Regions from separate parts of the Ovis aries genome. Here region 1 is linked to region 2. A link is a contact called in public Hi-C data. All regions are on one chromosome and are shown on one strand. The core of a region is the stretch at or near the end of the contact, and the rest is flanking DNA. Distances in the headings are between cores, read along the strand shown.

Region 1 (5,357 bases), core at 590-3,089, 74 kb before region 2:
AGCGAATTCAAAGGTTAGCTGCTCAAACGCAGTCGGCAGCTTCTCCTGTACTCACTCAGATCTTGACATCGGATAGTGTTGAAGTCAAAGTTAATGCAGAGATAATCACACGTATCTCTAAGGTCTGGTATAGAGATGCCATCAGGACAATTGATGATACCAGTTTTGTAGTAATCCTATAAAGAGATTGACAAGAGGAAATGTAGTCAAAGAACAAGATGGAAACGTCCCTCTTCAGCTCTGACTCACTCATTCCTGGTCCAGGTAAAGTGCTGGGTTACTAGAACTATCACCACGTTGGTGATTCATCAGACAGCAAAGTGACTCCTGGCCATCTGGACACATTCAATCACAACTTGACACCTGACTGCGCTCACATAAGCAAGAAGGACTTAAGATTACAGGAAGAGAAAATAAAGCAGGAGAGGCAGTAACTAGGAATGGCAAACCCTGGAGTCAGAGCACAGTCTGACGGACCCGGAAGGCCTCTGCCTACGCCCGCCCCCGGGGAAGGGCAGCCGGGCCACTACGCACCAGCACCGTTCGGAACACAGCTGCGCTGACTCCTTCTGCAATCTCGTACTCGCCCTTCTCGTTGGGGCGCGTGAAGTTGTACTCTCTTCCTGGCCCAAACATCCTGAAAGATGCCCAGGCAACAGTGTTACCCCCTCCAGCAGGATTCTCCGCAGACGAAACTTCTCCCTTTTTCACCTTAGCCTGGAAGACTCCAATCCCCTCTTACAATATAATTTTAAAACAGAGCACCAGGCCTCAACCCCTCTTAAGACACACTTAGGTCTTAGGAAACTCCCTTCAGACAGAGAAAGAAGGCAGCAATGCTTTCAGTGTTTGAGTGCAACGAGGAACAAAGCAGCCTCCCCTGGTCACCAGCAGTGAGCTTCTGTGGCGCACAGCGGCACCTGTGGAGCTGCGCCTGGAACGTCTCCAGAGCACCGGCATCCTGGGTGACAGTGTCTCCTGCCCTGAGCCTTTCTGTTCCTCCTCCTCACCCATCAGCATGTACCCGTCCAGCACGCCATCCTCGATGTTTCTGAGTTTCGCTTTTCAGTATCTGATAGATGAATCTGTGTTAGTTCGTGCAGATGTTAGTGCTTTCCCTTTCCTGGTACATTTTACAGCTGAGCTCTGGAAAAAATGCCCTTCCTCAATCCAAGGAGTAACCAATGGTGGGAATTTCAGGTCAAACCAAAAAGGAGGGGAAGAACTGGATTATCAACAGTTTGACATATTTCAGAGAGGCAGGCCTGCTCTGGGCTGACTTCAGAGGTCATGCAGGCACAGGGAGGAAACCCTGCTTTCATACTCATCCATTCCCATCCCTCCTCCCTCTCTCAGATCCCTTCCAGAAAAACTGGCTCCATGACCCCTACTTCCCCTGCTACACGTATGTGCAGGAGCTGTGGAAGGAGAAGCCAGCACAAAGGACAGGGCAGGTGGTTGGTACTGTCGGTCAGCCCAACGGGGACTCACTGCCTTTTCCTTCCTTAACCTGTTGGGAAGCCCGGCTGTCCAGCTGTTCAAAACTGTTATGCTCCACCCTGAACTGGCTGCTCTCCAAGGTCTGAAAAAAAGTCACATGCTCTCCAAATCTCTGCACTGTACATAAAAAATCCATCTGATAAAAGTAGTCTTCAAAGAATGCTGACTTTTTTCCGGAATGTTTTGGGTGAAGTGTAGCTGAGATAGCAATCAATCAAAACAGTGAACAACATGCCATAAACATAACCGCACCTCAGAGCCGTCCGTCAGGAGTGGCGTGGATCTGCGTTAGCATTCTGTTTCTCAGCTTGTCCCCTGTGGCTAGTGGCCCGCATCTGTATGCTCAGTGGCCAGGGATATGAACACTTTATGCAGCCACAGGACAGAACCAACCCACAAAACTCTCCGAATTCATGACCTCGGCTGACTCAATGATGAACCACCTAGATAAAGGGATCTATTACCCAGAACACGCTTGCCTTTCTTTTCTTGAGCACTACTTTCGGAGGCAGCCTACTTCACACAGACAGCCTACCCGAAGAAGCACCTTTTTGGGGCACCTGGGGAGAAGTGATGGAGGAGATGCCAAGACTGAAGACATGAAGTCAAGTCTAAAACAGGGCCAATTTAGAAAATCTTTTAAAGTTCTAGCTTAATCTTAAGTCATATGTTTAAGAAATATATAGGTTTGGCTCCAGTTAAAACTGGTGGGTTCATCAGCCAGTTCATCATTTGTATATATGTAAGTAGGCAGATATTTGAATAGCTTAGATTTCACTTAGCCTAAAATTCAGCAAATGGTGTGGTCCATTCTGATTTCTAATTCAGTTAAAATCAGTTCAAAGTCTGGAGAGAGGTTGTATCTTTAGATAAGATCCACTATTAAGTACTAGTTGAAAAGCCAAATGTTTGTGTGTATACACTCAAATTATTTTCCTCTTAACCCAGTCTGCTCTACACGTTAAGGTGTGTACAGCTGGCTAGAAGGAGAGCTCCTCACTCCCAGCCCAGGCTCTAAGAATACTTCTGGGACGGTAATCCTCCTCAGTAGACGCTTTCCTTTTCCTAAACTCAAGTCATAAAAAGCTGGAGGCAGGAGATGCTGAGGGGAGAATACGACTATATTCTGAATTAAGCAGCACAGAGAATGGAACCTGACCGTCCGTAGAGAGCCACCATCATACAGAACAGCCAGCTACAAAGATCTAGTTTCAGAAAGCCTGATTAGTGATGGAGGTCTTAGAAACTGATGCCACCTGGACCTTTTGCACTCCCCTTTGTGGGGGCTCGAAAGTACCTACCCCCCAAAATCACCAACACATGTAAGATTTTTATGCTGTTTCACAAAAGTATCAAGGTAGAAAAGTAAGCAATTCAATGTTTTCATTCTCACATCTAATGCAAGGCAAACGGCAGGTATTTCTATTCATAGAGAAGAGAGTGAATTTGGAAGGAAATTATCATCAATTACCTGCCCAACATGGTATCCGGATGAGCAGTGAAAATTTGTGGGTTGACAACAAAGCGTGTGCCATCTACGAGAAGTGTCACTTTCTCTGGTGCCTGAGAGTGAACGTTACAGCCAAAGCCCACTGCGCTGTTTCCAAATCGCTCCGGAGCAATGAAGGGTTCATGATTCCGTTTATTCCCACTCTGGAAGCAAGAGCCTTTGACATCTTCAGGAAGTGACATCATGTGAGGCAATGGAAGATTTGCTGGCTGAGAGGCAGAGTCAAGTGGAAGGTCTAAAAGATCATACGATACAAACAAACCAAAATAACTTGACAGTAAAAAGCCTCGGGAGAAAAATAAACCTTGTCCTTTTAAAAAAACAAGAACAAAAAACATTAAACAAAAAAATCCCCAAACTTTAGGTAGCCAAAGGCAGAAACTCTTGTCTAGAGCACATAAAGGAAAAACAAACTAGACTCACACTGGACGCCCAGGAGCTTTTTCTTCTGCGTTGCGTATGTTTTTGTGCGCTGGGGAGAGGGCAATGAAGGCAGTAATGCCCGCACTCTAAAAATATAACTATTAGGGAATTCCCTGGAGGTCCAGTGGTTAGGACTCACTGCTTCCACTGTTGGGGGCCCAAGTTTGATCCCCGTTCAGGGAAGGAAGATCTCGCAAGCCATGGGGCATGGCCAAAAAATAAAATCACTGAACACTGGAGAAGAATTTCTGTGGAAAACAAGCAACCCTCTGCCATATTTTTAAACCTCCCCTAGTCTTGTTTCACAGGCACTTTATTTTCATTTTCACTTCTATCTCTAAATACCGACCATATTTCCTGCATTTTATTTAAGAAACTTGATAACTTCATTAGTCAACACTATTAGTTTTCTACATTCTTAAAAAACATTTCTAAATTTTATTTTCCAAAAAGGATAGTGCTAAGTCTCTGATTGCCCCACTTTTCCTAGAAATGCATTTAAAAATGCATTTTCATTATGCATAGGGGAAGCCTAACATCACCAACACCATTTTCTGAACAGACAGGTCTTGCTCTCAATGGAAAAGTTCCAATGCAAATGGTCTTGGATTAGAATTCATTCATGGAATCAAAATTTTTGTTTTAGTATCACCAAAGAGCCATTTCCGTAAAGAATTTGACTTTTCTAAACCTGATTCGTTACCTGTAAAGTGAAAATAACGTTCACTCCACCTACCTCACAGGATTGGTTTGACTATCAACTGAAGTAAAGTCTGCGGCAGCACTTAAAAATGTGTAATACCACACCGTCTGAGATCTGGCTGCATACAGAAGATGACAAGGAGAAAGTATTTTCAAAAGGATTACCAGAAGATTGGTTTTTACATTTTTTTGGCCACAGCATGCAGCATTTGGAATCTTAAGCTTCCTGACCAGGTATCGAACCCGCACCCCCTTGTAGTGGGTGTGTGGAGTCGTAACCACTGGATGGCTGGGGAAGTCCCAGAAGATTCTTTTTAAATAGGGAGCTCTCCTAGTATATTTTATGTTAATGGAAAATAATGTGTTTTTTTTTTTAAATGAAAAATTTCAAATATATCAAAACCTAAAGTTAACACAGTATGTATACATCACCAGGATTTGGCTAGTTAACATTTTCCTAAATTTTCTTCAGACTTTTTTAGAAAGAAATGAAATGTTATAGGCACAATTGAATATCTCACTCCCACCCTTCATGTCTTTTAAATTTGTTTACAATAATTCATGGACAGGATTACTGCCCATGACCTCTGAGAAATTAGTTGTATTTCAGGCACTTAAGATAATCAAATAAACTGTTAGCTAGCGTATACTTGATTTTTCCCCATTTGCTTCTGCTGCTGCTAAGTCGCTTCAGTTGTGTCCAACTCTGTGCGACCCCATAGATGGCAGCCCACCAGGCTCCTCCATCCCTGGGATTCTCCAGGCAAGAACACTGGAGTGGGTTGCCATTTCCTTCTCCAGTGCATGAAAGTGAAAAGTGAAAGTGAAGTCGCTCAGTCGTGTCCGACTCTTAGTGACCCCATGGACTGCAGCCTTCCAGGCTCCTCGGTCCATGGGATTTTCCAAGCAAGAGTACTGGAGTGGGTTGCCATTTCCTTCTCCAGTGCATGCATGCATGCTAGCTGCTTCAGTCGTGTCTGACTGTGCGACCCTATGGACGGACACCAGGCTCCTCTGTCCACGGGATTCTCCAGGCAAGAATTCTGGAGTGGGTTGCCATTTCCTTCTCCACATTTGCTTCTAGAGAAAAGGAAACCAAAATTTAGACCAAAAACCTGTTTTGGGTTCACATCCTATAGCCTGTGGTAAATTTTCAGTGTGTCCTTCTGTTGGATTCCAAGAGCTAAGTTTCTACACAATCCTTGGGCAAGCTTGTAGCAAG
Region 2 (5,837 bases), core at 2,925-5,424:
TCTGCTGGCTGACCTCGTGCTTAGAACCTGGGCCATTCCTGGGGCACAAGTCCTGTAGGAAAAACTTTTCACCTAATATTCTTTGAACATGTGAGGAACAGAAAAGTCCCTTTAAAATTCTCTTTGTTGATTTCCAATGTCGTGTTTAATGTCAGCTGTATACAAAGTGACTCAGTTATATATGTTCTTTTTCATATTCTTTTCCATTATAGCTTATTGCAGGATGTTGAATACAGTTATCAGTGCTGTACAGTAGGACTTTGTTGTTTATCCATCTGTATATAATCGTTTGCATCTATTGCTAATCTCAACCTCCTAATCCTTCCCTCCTCAAAAGCCCCTCCCTCTCGGCAACCACAAGTCTGTTCTCTGTGTGACTCTGTTTCGTTTTGTAGGTAGGATCATTCGTGTCATATTTCAGGTTCCACACGTACGTGCTATCATATGGTATTTGTCTGTCTCACTGCACTTAGTACGATCATCTCTAGGTTCATCCACGTTGCTGCAAATGGTATTATTTTATACTTTTTAATGGCTGGGGAACATTTAACATTCAGTTTATATATATACATAACTGTGGCTTCGTGTCTTGGCTGTTGTAAATAAGGCTCCTGTGAACATAGCAGTACATGTATCTTTTTGAATTAGAATTTTGTCTGGGTATGTGCCCAGGAGTGGGATTGCTGGATCATATGGCGATTCTAGTTTTAGTATTTTGAGGAACCTGCATACTGTTTCCCACAGTGGCTTCGCCAACGTACATTCTCTCCAACAGTGTAGGACGGTTCCCTTTTCTCCACGCCCTCTCCAGCACTTATTATTTGTAGACTAAAAAAAGTCCCTTTTACTTATCACTGGACTGGAGGTGCTGACTGCAAGAGAATGAAAGGTGAGGGTAGGAGTCAGCATGTGGAAATGAAAGAAAAAACAAACTACATTCCAGGAAGACGACAGGCTTCAAAGTTTCAGGTGCTACTAGGGGTTGTGTGTGACCTTAGGTCCTTCAGAGACCGCGAGGGAAATTCCTGCCCGTCTCTCTGGACCTGGGAGGACCACATCTGAGGTTGATAATGCCTGCAAAATTCAGGGGTTTCCCTCTCAGCATAGTTTTTGTATTTTTATGGAGGCAGAACAGCCAGAAAGGAGTGGAATTCGTCCCCACCCTCCAGCCAAATACAGAAAACCAGACCCCTCTGACTCAGGTATTGTAGTTTTGAATTTGGGGGCTGTTGGTCTCAAATATCACAGAATAGGGAACCACATTCAAAATGCAATTGGCAGTTGGTCCCTAGAGTTCCTGGCAGTCCTGGTTGCCTGTGCAGGCCTGCCCTGACACCTGCATGACACCACACGCAGTCTCTGAGCTTTACACCATGCAGCTTTTAAAAAATTAACTATTTTATTTTTTGGCTGTGTGGGTCTTCACTGCCACACACAGGCTTTCTGTGTGGTGAGTGGGGGCTACTCTTGGTTGCAGTGCACACGCTTTCTATTGCAATGGCTTCTCTTGTTGCAGAGCACGCGCTCCAGGGCAAGTGGGCTTTAGTAGTTGCAGCACGTGGGCTCAGTAGTTCCTGCTCTTGGGCTCGAGAGCATTGGCTCAGTAGTTGTGGAGCCTGGGCTTACTGGCTCCATAGCATGTGGGATCTTCCCAGACCAGGGATCAAACCTGTGTCCCTTGCATTCCAAGGCAGATTCTTAACTACTGGACCATCAGGGAAGCCCCGGCAAGTAACTTTTTGTGTCTCCCTTCTGCATTATCAGACTGATCTCCCTTGGAGACTCTAAAGTCCTACTGCTATCCTCCACACATCCTTTTCTTTGCATTCATGCTAGGAATAGGTGTGTTATCATTAAAATGACATCTGATTCTGCTCTCTGCCTGTCCCTGACTACTGAGGCATCCTGCCACATGTTTATTAGTGGATCCGCTCTACTGCAGAGCTTCTCAACTGAGCGGTTTTTTCTCCCTCCCCAGGGACATATGGCAACGTCTGCAGACATTTTTGGTTATCACAACTCGTGAGTTGGGGAGGGGTGAGGCTGGCATCTAGTGGGTAGGCACCGGGGATGCTGCTATGTATCTTATAAAGCGCCCACAGCAAGGGGCTGTGAGACCCAGTGTCTACAGTGCTGAGGTTGATAAATCCTGCTGCACTGTGAACTGCTGGGAAGGTTCTTTGTCTTTAAAAAAAAATCAATTTAGAGATGCTCTTGACCGGTCACAGGCATTTTACTGTTTAAATAATGTATTTACTTGTCTGTGCTGGGTCTTCTCTCCAGTTGCGGCACATGAGCTTCTCATTGCAGTGGCTTCTCTCGTTGCAGAGTCCGGGCTCTGGGGAGCACACGTTTCAGCAGTTGTGGCACGTGCGCTCAGTAGTTGCGGCCCCCCCCACCCCGCCCCGCCCCCGGCTCTAGAGCACAAGCTCAGTGGTTGTGGCACATGGCTTAGGTGCCCCGCAGCATGCGGGATCTTCCCAGGATTCGGGGATCAAACCCGTGTCTCCTTGGGTTGGCAGGCAGACTCCTTACCACTCAGCCACCCAGGGAAGCCCGCAGGCATTTTATCTGCCATCTGCATTGCAACGGGAAATTTTGGAATTCCCCCCAATCCATCCTCTTTTCATTTTGTTTATGGTATCTTTGGACACACGTATAAAAATTAATGCAGTCACATATGTGCTTCACTTTTTATTACAGTCTCTGAGTTTCCTGTCCTGGTTGAGTCTCTGCTACCCTTGTTCAGGGCACATGGTTTTCTATTTCCAGTTCTGTTAGGGTTGCTATTTATTGTTCAATTCATTAGGCCTTAATCCATCTGGAACTGATTTTTGTGACTGGTGGGAGGTGAGGGTCCAAAGACAGATTTTTTTCCAGGTAGAGAGCCAGCTGTGGTTTTATCATACCTCAAATTAGCTATCCTTCCCCACTAAATTAATGTCACACACACATATACGGCACCCTCTTCTTTTCCAGTGATACTTGTCAATCTTTGGTTAGTACCATCAGATCCTGATTATGTGGTTTTGTAGTACCACAAAGGCCAACTCTCACTTCTATTCCTTTTTTTTTTCCCCTTAAATAATTTTTGGGTCAATTCAGACATTTCTTCTTTCTTAGGTCTTCAAATAAATAACGGAAGCCTCTTCTTCCTCCCATGCTGGGTTTTGTTGCTCAGCTTTCTGTTTGTAGCACAGTGCACTTTTCGTCTGCGTCGCTGGTGAGGACTGTGACAGTCATTGGTTCCTGGAGTCCCTCCTGCCAGCCGCACTCTGTGCCCTGTCCCAAGCAGCAGCATGGTGCCTGGCACGTGGCTGGAGCTGGAATAAACGAAGGAATGTATGATGCAGATCTTTTTTTTTTTTTTTTTTCCCAAACAGGAAAACTAGTTCTCTCTTTTGTGTTGGTTTGGGACCTGGCAGTCAGAGGTTGGCTTAGTCCTTGTCATTGTCGAGGGGTGGCCTCAGACAGTCGTTTCTCTCCTCTGCTTCGGTTTTCTTACCTGTCAGGCTGGACCTGATGAGCCCTGAGCACCTTCCACTCTCACGCAGCTGGGGGTGGGGAAGTGATGAAGAGCTCTAGGGAGACGCACCACGCAAACGGAAACGCTGGGTTGACTTATCGCAGGCACAGTGCAGGGGCCTCCATACTTTTAGGGGCCCATGAAAATGGCCCACTGTCTTTTAAAAATTGGAAGAAAACGAAGTCATCCCTTTTAAGTCACATGATCTGGCTTTAGGTCCGATCCCCCTAGAAAGGGGCGGGGGGAGGGAAGAGGAAGAGGCTCAGATGGGAAGGGATGGGTTTTTGCCTGCTCCATGTTCACGACCACAGCCGCGTTTTCCAGATGCCAACACGCACGCAGGCCTGTAGCTTAGAAACTGCAAGCCCAGGAGTCAAACCCAGTATTTCTGGGCCGAGCCCCGCCTCCGGGGAAACAAAGGGCAGTCACACCGCAGGCTTCCTCTCAGGCTGCCCAACCACTGCGCCACCCGACCAAGCTGGAAGTGTCCCCATCGGGTGCTGAAGGTAGACCTCTGGGCCCTCTGTGAGGCGAGGCAGTTTGGGCCGGGGTAGAAGTTCCCGGTACCCAACCCCTCCTCTCTGGGCACGTCCCTGGGATTCCACCCGCCCCGGCTCCAGCTCCTTTCCCAGCCTGGAGGGCCGGCCCGAGAGGCTCTGCTGGCGCTCTGGCGCCCTCCAGTGACCATCTGCTCTAAGGCCCGCTCTCAGCCCTTCCCCCTCCCTCCCTCCCCAGCCCTTCCCCCTCCCTCCCTCCCCAGCCCTTCCCCCTCCCTCCCTCCCCAGCCCTTCCCCCTCCCTCCCTCCCCAGCCCTTCCCCCTCCCTCCCTCCCCAGCCCTTCCCCCTCCCTCCCTCCCCAGCCCTTCCCCCTCCCTCCCTCCCCAGCCCTTCCCCCTCCCTCCCTCCCCAGCTCCGGGCAATCTGCTGCCTGATTGCTTCCTCATCTCCCTCCAAGCACAAAGAAGTGACCTGCGGAGGGGGGCATTTCTCTTTCAAAGCCTCCCAGGTCACTTGCCCCTCCCTAGCCCACCCCACTACTTTAAGTCAGTCAGCTTTAAATCAATCAGCATCGCCTGAAATCACATGAGCTGGCTTTAAATCAGTCAGTCACTATGGAGAACAGAATGGAGGTGCCCCAAAAAACTAAAAATAGAGTTGCCATGGGATCCGGCAGTGATACTCCTGGGCATATATCCAGGGAAAACTCTCATTCGAAACGCACTTCAGTGTTCACACCAGCACTAATTACAATAGCCAAGACATGGAAGCAACCTAAATACCCATCGACAGATGAATGGATAAAGAAGATACGGTATACAACTAATATGGAATATTACTCAGCCATGAAAAAAGAACAAAATAACGCCATTTGCAGCAATGAGTGGACCTAGAGATTATCATATTAAGTGAAGTAAGTTAGACAAAGACAAACGCCATATGGTATGACTTACATATAGAATCTAAAATATGACACTAAAAAACATTTACACGAAAAGAAACAAACTCATAGACATAGAGAACAAACTCAAGGTGAGCAAAGGGGAAAGGAGGGAGGGATAAATTAGGAGTTTGGGATTAGGAGATACAAATTATTATACATAATAAATAAACACAAGGTACTACTGTAGGAAAAAAACAGGAAGAAGCCCCCTCCCCCCAGTGTGTGTGCACACACACTCATATTCTCTCTCTCACATACATACACACACACTCACACACTAACGCCAGCCCAGGCACTGACTCTGAGGTCACAATGAACAGGCTGCAGAAAGCAATTTCACTGCCAGGCATTCTGATAATACAGTTATTGAAACCGCTAGCTGACAACAGTTAATGCAGTAACTAAGATAACTTGGCCTAAAAGCTTTGATTTAAAATTACCCTGGCATGTGTATACTGTCTAATTATTCTCTCCCATGATCTACCCTCTCATTAAAGTCAAATTTCTTTGTGAGAAATTCTACATTTTGCACCACGATTGGGAAGAAGCCACATGCACTCACCTGCTCATGACAGGGGTGGGCTATCAGAGGAGCTAAAGGGGAACGGCGTGTCCTGTCCTCCCAGGTGCGGGGAGATCCGTCTCTGCAACAGACCACACCCTCCTTCCCAGCTTTCCCTTAGGAAAGGACCGGTGGAAATCTACTACACCTGCATCAGCTGAGGACCCCAAACAACTAGGTGCCTAAGTGGGAGGGAGGTGCCCATGGGGCTGGAAGAGGCACCTCGAACTCAGAGAAAACTCAATAAGCTGGCATCCAATTCACTTCTCCACCGGTGAGAAAGCCCAGGCTGACCTGCTGGAGACCAA

The links. A called contact is a pair of places that touch in the nucleus more often than the background predicts.
Region 1: a Hi-C map of blood shows a contact between it and region 2, with 2.4 times the contacts expected there. The contact joins two enhancer-like sites. A contact is called at or near these places in 6 of 16 Hi-C or Micro-C datasets (blood, liver, mixed tissues and 3 more).

Annotation. Positions count from the first base shown.
Region 1 is chr20:10,501,488-10,506,844 of ARS-UI_Ramb_v3.0, reverse strand. KCTD20 (potassium channel tetramerization domain containing 20) reads right to left here. Exons shown (of 9, transcript XM_060403137.1): 4 at 2,972-3,245; 5 at 535-637; 6 at 56-176. Among named protein-coding and RNA genes, the nearest start is that of KCTD20, 30 kb to the right of the region's middle. Within about 2 kb of position 1,839, at least 3 of the 54 cell types and tissues checked have an H3K27ac peak or open chromatin away from gene starts, as enhancers often do. A contact at or near this core is called in liver, where this site is marked.
Region 2 is chr20:10,429,563-10,435,399 of ARS-UI_Ramb_v3.0, reverse strand. No RefSeq gene overlaps it. Among named protein-coding and RNA genes, the nearest start is that of PXT1, 27 kb to the left of the region's middle. Within about 2 kb of position 4,174, at least 27 of the 54 cell types and tissues checked have an H3K27ac peak or open chromatin away from gene starts, as enhancers often do. A contact at or near this core is called in liver, where this site is marked.